Regions from separate parts of the Rattus norvegicus genome. Here region 2 is linked to region 1. A link is a contact called in public Hi-C data. All regions are on one chromosome and are shown on one strand. Each heading gives the region's core, a stretch centred on a gene start, on an enhancer-like site or on the middle of the called end of the contact. The rest is flanking DNA. Distances are from core to core; before and after follow the strand shown. Region 1 holds the start of Psmb7 (proteasome 20S subunit beta 7). Region 2 holds the start of Rpl35 (ribosomal protein L35).

Region 1 (6,225 bases), core at 2,761-5,260:
CAGAAGCAGGAAGGGAGTCTCTGTTTTTGCTCACCATCAGCCAGGGCTGGCAAACACGGGACCCACCTAACCTAGCCTGTGCTTATGTGTCTATAGTTCTGTGGGTCTCAGGTGGAGGGAATCTACACTTGGAGACATTGTCATGTGTCTGACTGCACCCCTCCCACTGGAGCTGGGCTTCTGTGGGCCATGCGGGGCGGCTTGGCACCTGGGTGCTGGGCCAAGGGCCCTGGAGCCTGGAGCAGCTGCGCTAATTCATGCAAAGGAAGGCACACAGGTTACCCTGTCTATTTATAGCTTATTTATGAAGGAGGAAAAACAAGGGCCCAGTTGCCATGGTAACCAGGAGCATCATGGACCGCTCTCCCTGCAATGGGAAGAGGGCCAAGTCAGCTCTTGTGGGGAGCCCTCTACTGTGCATATCCTGATGGAGGCTGGGGTGGGCCTTCTCCACCTGTCCTGCACTGGGTTCCCAGGCAGTCTGTAGACTTGATAGGTGGGGGCTGCTGTTTTATTGGTGCTTGGAAAATTCAGGGGCATGCTGGGGCCATGTAAAGCTGAGCTCGCTTCGTGGAAAGTGCTATCTTCCTTTTAGGTCTTCTTGCTAGCTGCTGTCATCTGAGTGCCTGCCTGCTGCCTTAGGTGAATGTGGAAGCCTTCTAGCTACGTTTGCAACGTGTCCCTTAAGCCACTTAGCACTGAGAACTGGACAAATAGTCCTTAGAACAATACCCCTCAAGGTTATGATCTTGCACAAAGTTTGTCACCAAGGAGGGTCTTAATAAAATCTGAATGAATGAATGAATGAATGAGTGAATGAGTGAAGTGTTAACAGGTGTTCATGTCACACTTAAGCATTTGGGAGACTGCAATGTTTTCTCATTTTATAGATTAAAAAAAAAAAAAAAACAAAAACGGAGCTACAAAGAGATAAAAAAAAAGATGAACCTGACATCACATGGCTGGTTAGGAGCTGACAGAGGGTAGATGCTGGGGAGGAGAAAACCTTACTTTTGTCAGAGCTCAACAGATTCTGGAGCCAGTGTTGCAGATGAACTACAGATGTCAGGGCTGACAGTAAAGGTGATTGATGTGAGGGTGAATCTTGACCTCCACTATTCATCAACAGTATGGTCTTGAGCTAAGACTTTGCCCTTCCATGACTCATTTGCGTAGTTGGACAAAAATGACAGTGGGTCCTTAGAGTGTGTCAGTTTCCCACGGGCAGGCATTGTGACTGTCTCCATGTTATCTGCTTTCCCAGTGTCTGTCTTGTACATTTACGGTGCCTGAGACAATCCCGAGATCCTGTCTATAGGACAGAGATCAGGACCTTGAGTCTGCTCATGACTGTCGGCTGTTACTGTGCTATTTGGGAATTGAGACATTCCCTGAGATCACACAGCCACCTAGGGCAGAAGCAGTGGCTTCATTAATCAGTCCCTTGGTAGTTAAGGAGTAAGTGGGGCAGTGTCCAGGACAAAGGATGAGCATTCTGGACGGGGCTGCAGTTCCAGGGAACAGCACTGAAGCTAAACAAGAAAGCTGAGCAGGGCTCTTAGCGATGGGCCTAGAGCTTTACCGATTATGGCTGGAAATGCAGCTGCTGATTCCTGGTCGGCCTGGAGCTGCCACTCACTAGCTGTCCCCTGGCTCAGCCACTTACTGTGTGCTCCCAGGATTCCTCGAGGCTCCCAGTCGCCCTCTGCTGGGCTCTGCCGACCATCTCCAGAGGCAACGACACTTCCTCAGATCAGCCTGGCAGGAAAATAGTGGGCTCCGTAGCTTCTGTCAGACCCCACAGGAGGACACAGTCATCTTCCCACCGTAGTTCCTCCTTCTGCTGCAGGCTCGGAACTCTGTCCCCGCAAAAAGCCGCATCTAAAACTTGATTTTGTTATTTCTCATCTGTTCCTCTTGTTTATCTCATAAGCTTACATTCTCAGGCTTCTAAACCAGCCCACTCCCAACCAGAGAGACTTGTTTTGAGTTTTTCTCTTCTGTGGCTTGTAAACTTGTGATGTGTCTGACTTCGATAGGCAGCCATAACAAATTACTCTAAGCCAGATGGCATAGGCAACAGAAATAAGTTGCCTTACAGTTCAGGAGTTTGGAAATATTAGGACTGTGACTTCCTTTTGAGGTCATGTGTGAGGGTCTGGTCCAGCCCATTGTCTATTTTCTGGGGCTTTGACAGGCGGCCTTTGTATTTCCTAGCCGCAGAAACATTATAAGGAATTGTTATCTTCACCTGTGGCTGTCAACAAGCAAGGACTCAAGCTACACTGGATTAGGACCCACTCTCCTAGTCTATTCTTAGCACAAGGGGTAGGGCTTCAAAATTAAATTTATTTTATTTCAAAAGACCCAGAGATGCAATCAGATAGAACTTTATTTGTAGTGAACATTTACTAAAATCATAGTTGAGACACTGGTTCTAGACCCTTGGGATGCCATTCATTCATTCATTATGCTAGGCACATAGTAGGTACTTAATAAATATTTGCAAATGAATTAATTTCATAGTCGTGGAGGGTGTCACCTATTGTCTAAGTAAGTTTAAATTTTTTCCCTGACTTCCACAGCAAGCATTACATTTCTCTCAGTAGGAGATTTTGTTAAAATTTACATAACATTGCATTCATAATGCTGAATAACATTTTGAACTCTGTGCCCACTGTACAATCCCGTGCCTCTTCTTCAGCCCTAATAACTACTGATTCACTTTATGCTTCTATGGATTTGTCTATTTTGAGATACTTCATACAAATGGAACTGTATAGGGCTAGGGAGATGGCCCAGAAGTTGAACAACTTGCTATGCAAGCATGAGGATTGGAGTTTGAATCCCCAGAATCCATGTAAATGCTGGTGGGTGTATCGGTTGACTTGTAATGCCAGTGCTCAGAGGACAGGGGCAGGGATCCTTGGAGCAAGATGGCTAACCATCTTGTATTGGTGAGCTCTGGGTTCAACTGAGAGACTATGCCTCAAAGGTAAGGTGGAGAGTAATGGAAGACTCCCAACATTAACCTTGGGCCTCCATATACATGCACCCACATGCACTCACAGGCATGTGAACTCGATTACACATGAATGTACATGCATATCACATGTGAATGTAATTATGCAATGTGTTTTTTTCCATGCCTACCCTCTTTATACTTAGCAAATTGTTTTCAAGGTTCACCCCTGATTTAGTTGGTATCACATTTCCTTCCCTTTCATGGCCCAATACTATTCCACTATGTTGATATATCACATTTTGTTTATTCATTCATCTGTCAATGGGCATTTTTGCTGTTTCCAGATTTGTCTGTTATGACCCTCGTTGCTATGCCTATTTGTGAAGAAGCACTTGTGAACTTAGTTTTTCAGTGACAATTCAGGTTTAAGATCCAATTCATTTTGCGGAGCAGATGACCATTTTACATTCCCACCTGTCACAGATGAGAGTTAAATTTATACATTCTCTCCAACACTTGTGATTTTCTCTGTCCGACTCCAGTCGTTGTAGTGGGTCCAAAGTATCTCATTGGGGGCTGGGGGTTGCATTTCCCTCATGCCTCGTGGCGTGAAACATCTTTTCATGTGTCTGGCTTTCTGAGGAAGGTGAAAGCTTCGCCGCACAGGAGGAAATAGGGAGTTGAAGGGACTTGCTCAGCGGCTGGGACCTGGGGTGTGTGGATGTCCCTGAAACATGAGGGATTCTAATTTAACGGTAGAAACAGATCTGGTCTGAGCGCCAGGAGATTTGGTAATTGGGGGAATTTTATTTATCTGACTTAACAAATACTGTCCCTTCGGCTGGTCTTTAGTTTCCTCTCCCCAGGATTTGAGGCAAAATGTTCCAAAGATCCGAGCCTCTCTAGGAACTCAGGAGAACTCAGGAACTCTATGCCCAATAAAGCCAGTTCCAAGTTTGCCCCGCCCTTTCATCCTGTTCCCCAGCTGCGCCGGAAGTGTAAATTCTTTTTGGTTGCTCCGCCCTCGGCCCGGAAGCACTTTCTTGGGAAGATGGCGGCTGTGTCGGTGTTTCAGGCACCGGTCGGAGGCTTTTCTTTTGATAATTGCCGCAGGTATGTTCATGCTCAGGGGCGCGATCGGGACGCGAGTAGGAGTTCCGAACCCGGGGTCGTGCCGGAGCTGGGCTGCGGCCTAGGTCGGAGGCCTTAGGCGAGCGTGGGGATGATGCCCGCGGCCGAGTGACTCAGGGAATCGGGCCCCAGCGTGGGCTGCTTCTGAGACCGGCGCGGCTCTCTCCCCTTGCCTGTGTGTAAGGATTTGGTCCTTCCTGTGTCTTTAGTGGGGCGGGGGTCATAGCCCCAGTCTCTTCTTGCTCGCGGATGGTGCTGATGATGGGAGAATCCAGTAAACAGACGAGGGTGGAAGCAAACTGAGTTCCCTCCTAAGCACCCACTCTTCGCGCCAGTGGTCTTGTCCTCTAACACTTGCTTTCTGTGTCTTCCCTTAGGAATGCGGTCTTGGAAGCTGATTTTGCAAAAAAGGGGTTCAAACTTCCGAAAGCTCGGAAAACTGGCACTACCATCGCGGGGGTGGTCTATAAGGTAAGCCGAGATAGGCCGACCGTAGCAGTAACTGACCTTTTAACAGTAGTTAGACCACTTGGACTCAAACTTCCAGCTAGATCTGCCAGTGCAAATGTCAGGGTGCATCATAAAAAACGGCTTTTATTAGGAAATGCTTTAACCAGGAGGTTTTACCCATTAAATAGTTTGTATTTATTCATTTTGAAGTTTTAGATGTGAGGGCAATTTGGTTTTTCCTAAGGTGCTCTAGGAAGCGGGATGATATAATGGGAAAGCACAGAATTTGGGATTAATTGGTTAGTCTAGATGTTTAATGCATTTATACTGCTTCTATTGAACTGCATGGACAGTTCAGTCTCCCCTGTTTTGAGACAGGGTCTCATTATATAGCCCTGACTGCCCTGGAACATAACGGGTAGATCAGGCTGCTTTAAACTCCCAGAGATTTACCTGCTTCTGCATTCGCTTCTGGAACGTTGGGATTAAGTGATTACTGGCAGGCCACTCTGCCCTCAGCTTTCTTCACAGAGTTAAAACTCCATCCATCAAATGGAGAGAAATCCTGAAATAAACTGTAAAAATCATAAAGGCTAGTGATTAATGTTGTTAATGGGTAAAGAGAGACACATTTCAAAAACTGATAGAGGTAGCTGTTTCCTTGATTTTTCTCTGTATAGGTGTGTGTGCACATGCTATGGGAAAAGTGGAGAGGTCAGAGAACAACTTGGTGGAGTCTATTCTGAGCCTCATGTGGGTTCTTGCAGTGGAAGTCAGTTTAACAGACTTGCAGGGCTAGTGTTTTTTACTCGCTGAACAACCTTGCTGACCTAGAAGTGGTTATTTTGTTGGAAAGATTGTGGATCTTCATTCTACGTTTTTTCTTTCCAGTTTAGATCTGTGATTTGTAAGGAATTTACTGAATCTCTGAGCCTTGATTGAAGATGAAAATAAGTCTTAATCACCTGAGGATTTAGCCGTAACATTTATTAAGGATATGCTGAAAATGTAGGACAATAGTTTTGGTAGGAATTTTGACTAGGGATATGGAATTATGGGAGCAGAGAATGGCCAACATTGCTTTTCTTAAATAATTCCTTATGTATATAAATTATTGAAAACTTTTTTTTTCCTTTAAAAATAGGATGGAATAGTTCTTGGAGCAGACACGAGAGCAACTGAAGGGATGGTTGTTGCTGACAAAAACTGTTCAAAAATTCACTTCATATCTCCTAATATTTAGTAAGTATTGATGAATTTGAATTACTCTAAAATCTTCTGGTGCGTTGGGACTAAAAATGGACCATTATCAGCATCCTCTCTGCAGCCTGCTTGCTGTTGAGACTGTGTTTTCTAACTCCCTTAGATGTGTTTCTGGGCTGGGGTGTATGTCAGCTGGTAGAGTGTTTATGTAGTGTGCACAGAGTCCTGGTCTTTATCATCAATTAGCACTGCAGAAAATGGGAAGTGGTGGTGAAGCCTGTGATTTGAGCATTGAGGAGGTGGAAGCAGGACAATCAGAAGTTCAAGGCCATCCTTAGCTTCATAGTGAATTTGAGACTCTGTGTCAAATAGTTGAAAACATAACTTGGTCACCTGTACTCCTCATGGCCAAGTCTTCCTATTGCTTTAGTCTTTTTGAGTTGGTAGAAAGTTCTGCTTCCTATGTGCCTCTTGAA
Region 2 (6,286 bases), core at 1,339-3,838, 340 kb before region 1:
CACTCCAGTCCCTCCCTTAGAACATCTTGGTCAGAAGGAACTTAATACCAGAAATACTGGTTTGACAGGTAAATAGCCTCAAATAAACTAATGAATGAAATAATGTTCTAGCTTGTGTTCATGGATGTTCATCAGGCAAAAGGGATTTTTGTTTTGTTTGAGACAGGGTTTCTCTGTTTTACCCTGGCTGTCTTGGACCTTGCTCTGTAGACCAGACTGACCTCAAACTCTGAAGATCCACCTACCTCTGCCTCCCAAGTGCTGGGATTAAAGGCATGTACTACCAGTGGCTGGCAGATAGGATTTTAAATCATGATATGAAATTTGATGTGGTGGTACACTCCCTTAATACTGATTCTCCGGATTAAGCCAAGAGGATCAACCATCTATGTGCATTTAGTGAGTCCCTGCCTCAGAACAAGTCCCAGGCTGGAGAGCTCCTGCTGCACACAGCCAGTAATGTGGCACATGCCTCTTATCCCAGCACTTAGGAAGCAATGGCAAGAGGTTCTTGTGAGTTCTAGATAGTTTGGTCTACATAGTTCCAGATCAGCCAAGGCTACACAGTGAAACTGTCTCAAAATTAAAAAAAAAAAACAAACAAAAAACTTGCTACTCCTAGAGAAGACCTAGGTTCAGTTCCCAGTTCCCAGCATCTACATAGCAGCTCTACCTCCAGGGTGATCCAGTCACGTCTGTTGGCACTGCATGTGCCATGTAAAAATAAATTACCTATAAGTTTTTGTCTTCAAATATGAGGATGTAACCCCAATACACTGGGAATTAAAAATACATTGTGAATCCTGGGTTTAATCCTAGCACCACAAAAAATTTCCAGAAATATGTATAATCATAACTCTAGTAGAATCCTGATCATCTGGTAAGTTGTATCTTTAGACTTCCATTTAAAACTAATCCACAGGGTTGGGGATTTAGCTCAGTGGTAGAGCACTTGCCTAGCAAGAGCAAGGCCCTGGGTTCGGTCCCCAGCTCCCCGAAAAAAAAAAAAAAAGGATAAAACTAATCCACACTCTGCTCATTTCCTCTTATCCCACTTACAAAAGGCTTATTAATTCATTCTATCCAAGCAGGACCCACATCCTGGGCCTAGAGAGCATTAAACCCTCAGAGACCTTCAAGACTGGCTCTGGAAACAGGCACACAAACACATGGCTTAACTCATTTTGGTACGTAAGAGCACTTAGGATACAAGGTTAGGCTGCTACTCTTGGGGTGGGTGGTGACTAAAAAAATGTTCATTACAGTACCCTGAGTCCCTGGTCGGCTATCAGCATCATGTCTTGAACAACAGCTGAGAAACTGATGGGAAAAGGGCAGCTGCAAGAGCTTGGCAAAGAAAAGGGCTCTGATTGGTCAGTTTGGTCATTTATTACTGAAACCTAACATCTAGTCTGCTTTGCTCTGATCTACATGCTGGTGGTCTGTCTGGGACTGTGGGTAAAGGGCTATGTGCTCTTTAACCATGTTAATACCAACTGATACTTTCCTCGATCTTTACCTATCAGGTCTTAGCTGGGAGCTTCGAAAGTTTTGTTTAGTTCCTCTAACCCTCAAAAAAATACACTTAACAGAGACGCGAAGGGACTCGCCAAGATCAACTAGTACTAGCAATAAAGCAAGGCTCTGATTTTGTTTCGGAGTTTTTATTTACTCATATAACAGCTGCCGGGGACTGGACACAGCTTTGTGCAAGCCAGGCAAACACTACCACGGAACCAAACTCAGCACGTCTTGGAATCCTTCATACAATCAGGGTATGAAGGAGGCCTGAACTCCGGATCCTCCTTTTCCACTGCCTGGGCGCTGGAGTCACAAGACTGATTCCATGCCCAGACCTAAAGCAATAATCGGAAATGCCAAAAAATCTGGGGATGAGATTTGTACTACGTCTCCATCAGTTTTTGCTGGAGTTTGACTCTATTGTGACCCTTGCCAGGTGGTGTCGAACTTTCGATGCCAAACTTGGGTACGAAACAAGCCCAGGGTATATATAGAGGCCTTGTACTAAAAAAAAAAAAAAAAAAAAGATAGCGAAATGGTTCCGTAGAACCTGACCATCTGCATTCGAGCGCCGAACGGTGGAAGAAAACAAACTCCCACAGGTTGTTTTCTAACTTCCAAACATGCTAGTTGGCTCGCTCTCTCGCACTCGCACGGGGCATTGTGGTAAACGCCTGTACTTTAAGCATTAGGAAGGGATTTAAGGTGAGACCCTGTCTGAAACTCACATCTCAAGCCCTCCGCTCCCTGACACGACCCGCGGCTAGCTCAGACCCGCACAGACCAGGGAACTTCAGGCTTCCCGAAAATGCAAGTTAACGGAAGAACTGCAGCCTTCACGGCGCTATCTTCAGCCAGCCAGGAGCTGCTCATCCGGAGACTCAGTTTCCCCAGCTGCGTTGCTTAGAGACCAGCCAACCTCAGTACCGCAGAATTCCCCGGAAGCGGAGGGCACCACTGACGCGACTGCGCACAGGCAGAAAGGGCCTCCCACGCCGCAACGCTATTGGCTGCGCTCGGCACCAGTGGCTATAGTGGCGGAAGTCGGCCCCGCCCCTTCCTCTTTCTCTCGAACCGGGCGGCCTCATCCGCGAACAGCGCAGCAATGGTGAGGCAAAGGGAATCCGGTGCCATCGGGCGCCGGGAACACGTGGGGACAGCGGCACGGGGTGCGGGGCGGGCGTGGGGGACTCAGGGAGCCGCAGGGCCTGCGAATCTGTATGATTGTGCCTGGTTCGGGCCGGCTCTGACCGCCTACCCTTGCTTGCGCCGCGGCCACGGTCCCTCCTTGGTCGGCCGCGAAGGAAGCGAGAGCTCCCGCTCAGTGACCCACAGAGACGCTTCTCATGCAGGCCAAGATTAAGGCTCGGGACCTGCGCGGCAAGAAGAAGGAGGAGCTGTTGAAACAACTGGATGATCTGAAGGTGGAACTGTCCCAGCTTCGCGTGGCCAAAGTGACAGGCGGCGCCGCGTCCAAGCTCTCCAAGATGTAAGTGGTCCTTGAGGCCCTCGCTGGGGCTTTCCCTGCCTTAGTGCCTGCGTCTTTTCCCCCCAATTGTCCTTGGCGAAGAACTGGGTGAGAGAGTAGGGCCTTCCTGAAAAGGCCATGGTGGTGCCCCCTCACATGGGTTGTAGTGAGACTGGACCAGGGGAGGCTTGCAAGAGACAAAATATGTGCTGAGACCATGTGTTCCAGTCACGGACGTGATCTGTCATCACCATGACCAAAATCAACTGTTGTCGGCCTGAACCTTCAATTTGTGATTACTTAACACTTGAAGGCATGGCCTCAGTTTTTGGCCTGAGTGTAAAGGTCTTTCCTCGTTGCCGAATCTGCGTTAAGTCCCCACGTGTACCTCTTGACAAACCTGTCCTTACCTCTGGGGTTTTTACCTCCTGGGTGATAGGAGGGACTTGAGTTGTACGTGCCTGCCTGATCTTCACTGCCGTTTATTTTTATAGACGAGTCGTACGCAAATCCATCGCCCGTGTCCTCACTGTCATTAATCAGACTCAAAAGGAAAACCTCAGGAAATTCTACAAGGTGAGCACTGGGAGACTGGGCCCTCTGGCTGAGTTTGCACAGTTACCAGCTTTCCGGACTGACATGGATTCTTGGTGTCAGAGGGTCAGAAGGGAGGGTGGACTGGGCGCTAGCTTTGGGCTCAGCTGTGTGGTAGATGAAACTGGGACCCTAGCCTGAGGTGAAGCTAGCTGTTTAGTGTGTCTCACTGTCTCAGTATGTCTGTCTCACAGCCAAGCACCTTCTGTTCCAAGACTTGGAGGTTGGGTTACCCATGGACACCTACAGTTGGTAGACAGGGACCCCCCCCCCCCAAGTTTCTCTTCAGAACCGTATCGTGAGGACATTAAGAGTATTGCTGGGTGGTTGCAAGATGTTTGTCATAACTGTTAGTGCTTTCAGATTAACGTGTTTTTACTAGGAATCGACTCCTGTAGTTAGCTAGTCTCCAGAAGGATTGGGGTGGGGAGCCATGTCATTTTAAGATAATCCCACTTAATTGAAGCCATCTGGTGGTGTCTTGAATTACATCTCTGCAAATTTTACCTAATGTTGGGGTTTGGCATGTCAGAAAGTTGTCTGTCTGTGGTGTGACTCAACCGCCCAGGAGGGACATTTTGGATTAGACACGTCTGAAGTACAGTTTCTTAATTTCGGAGATGCTAGAGCCAAGATACCTATCACTCGGTACTGATGTGTGGGGACCTTACCTCACCCCTGAGCAGTGGAACTTACCTTGAACTTTTTTGTGCTTCATTGCTAGTGCTGACACATGTGGCTTTTCAGCAGTGTGTCTGTGTGTCTGTCCGGAGACATCAGTGTGTAAACCTGCACTGAACTACCTCCAGTCCACAAAGAACCAGGGTGGGCTCTGGGTTTTTGCTTGCTTTTACACCAGGTAATCTAGAACTCACAGAGGCCCCTCTGCCTGCCTCTCTAGCTGCTGGAGTTAAAGGCACCGTGCTGTGTGGACACTTAGACTTGATCTTTGCCATCTGTTCACACTGTTGGAGAATGAACAGGACATAGGTGTGTTTGGCTGCTCTGTGGAGAGAACTCTAAGTGGATAAGTGACGTTGACATGACTGAAAGCCTGCCTGGTGTGGCTCCTCACCTTATCCTGTAGAGCTTTCTAGGGTCCTCTGTCCACCTGCAGGAGCTTGGTGCATGGGGATGTGAACCCATTGTGCCTGCCCCTTTGCAGGCAGGAGTAGGCACTCCTAGGAAGCCCAGTTACACATTTTCAGCAGGCCGCTGAGCTTGTTTTGGAGGCTGCTGCCTCTTGAAATTCTTGGTAGCGCTGCTTCTCCTTATCATGTAAGGATCTGACCCACAGGACCTGGTCCCTGAGGGAACTAAGGGACTGTCTTGCTTAGAACACCCGGGAAGGGCTAGGAGATAGAGGAAAGTGAGAGCTCCCTTAACAGCTCAGGGTGACTTTGACCAAGCCTTCTGTGGTCGGTGTTACCTAGAGCATTGATGAGCCATGCCTGGTGGGTCAGCCAGGCAGTAGCTACACAGAGCCTGTGTGTGTGGAGTGCCCTTTCCATTGTGCTGTGACTTTCTACTTAGTCACTAGGTGATGCATAGGAAAACTGAAGCCTAGCCCCCTCTTGGCCCTTGTAGTCTTGAAATTGGGGAGCTTGGTGTGCAAATTTTAGGCCTACCACCCTCTGGTACTTTACTGACAGCCCCCAGCTGTCTCAGTGCCCTGCCATTTGCTCAGAGAAGTCCAACTTTGTGTCCTGTGTGCTCACCTGCTTCCACATCTTCCCAGGAGCCCCCAGTGCTCAGGCTCACCCTGTCATTTCTGTCCCAGGGAAAGAAGTACAAGCCCCTGGACCTGCGACCCAAGAAGACAAGAGCCATGCGCCGCCGGCTCACCAAGCATGAAGAGAAGCTGAAGACCAAGAAGCAGCAGCGGAAGGAGCGGCTGTACCCACTGCGCAAGTACGCAGTCAAGGCCTGAGACGACGACAATAACAATAAAGTCCAAAACTGACGAGCTCTCTGCTTCCTGTTTGACACTGGCCGCCCAGGGTCCAGGGGGTGAGGTTAGGTGATCGCTTGCCTACAGCAGGTGACAACCACCTTACGGGATAGGCTAGGTAGTCCCTGCCTTGGAGATCTGGTGGCTTAGTTACCTTAGGCCTGTGGGTAAGTTACATGGATGAAGTTCTTGACTTTCAGCAGACTTGTCATCTTGTCGCGTCAGCAATCCCTGACACTAAGAGTTTGCCATTTGGAGTGAAAATGCAGGCATGGGCCACATCCAGCATGCCCTGTCAGTAACACAGTGTCAGAGTCAGGTTAGTGAGTCCTACCCGTCACTCTGCAAGGGTCTTGGTACTGACCCTGGTGCCTTACCTTTAGGGTCTCAAGGCATTTCCCTGTGAGGCAGTCCCAGACTTTGACCTGGAAGTAAAAACAGGCAATAGAGTTGAGGTATCAGTCCCCCAAGGCCCAAGTATGTCTGCAGACAAGGTGAAGAGTTCACAGTTCTGCAGTGTTGGTGCCACAGCTGTGGGGCCGCCTGGTCCTTTATGCTGCTGGCCTTTAGGTCACTAGAGGTCAGTATCTGGATCTTGTCTTTGCCTTTGTTATGCATAGACATTTCTAGTATGGCTGAAAACTCTGGCAAGGTGAGGCTGAGGTTTTTCTGAAGGGGTTGCTTACCATACGAGAGTAACCAGCACTGGCCAGCTTTAGCTCATCGGGAGAGAAGGCTAGGCTATTGACCCA

The links. A called contact is a pair of places that touch in the nucleus more often than the background predicts.
Region 2: a Hi-C map of Schwann cells shows a contact between it and region 1, with 5 times the contacts expected there. The contact joins the promoter of Rpl35 here to the promoter of Psmb7 in region 1. A contact is called at or near these places in 3 of 12 Hi-C or Micro-C datasets (Schwann cells, liver and mammary epithelial cells).

Annotation. Positions count from the first base shown.
Region 1 is chr3:42,825,255-42,831,479 of GRCr8, reverse strand. Psmb7 (proteasome 20S subunit beta 7) reads left to right here and starts at 4,010. Exons shown (of 8, transcript NM_053532.1): 1 at 4,010-4,078; 2 at 4,474-4,567; 3 at 5,691-5,788. The coding sequence starts at 4,017.
Region 2 is chr3:43,162,223-43,168,508 of GRCr8, reverse strand. Rpl35 (ribosomal protein L35) reads left to right here and starts at 2,588. Exons shown (of 4, transcript NM_212511.2): 1 at 2,588-2,629; 2 at 2,874-3,010; 3 at 3,484-3,565; 4 at 5,364-5,549. The coding sequence starts at 2,627. The coding sequence ends at 5,513. Wdr38 (WD repeat domain 38) reads right to left here. Exons shown (of 9, transcript NM_001399335.1): 7 at 6,221-6,286; 8 at 5,912-5,959; 9 at 5,544-5,826. The coding sequence ends at 5,743.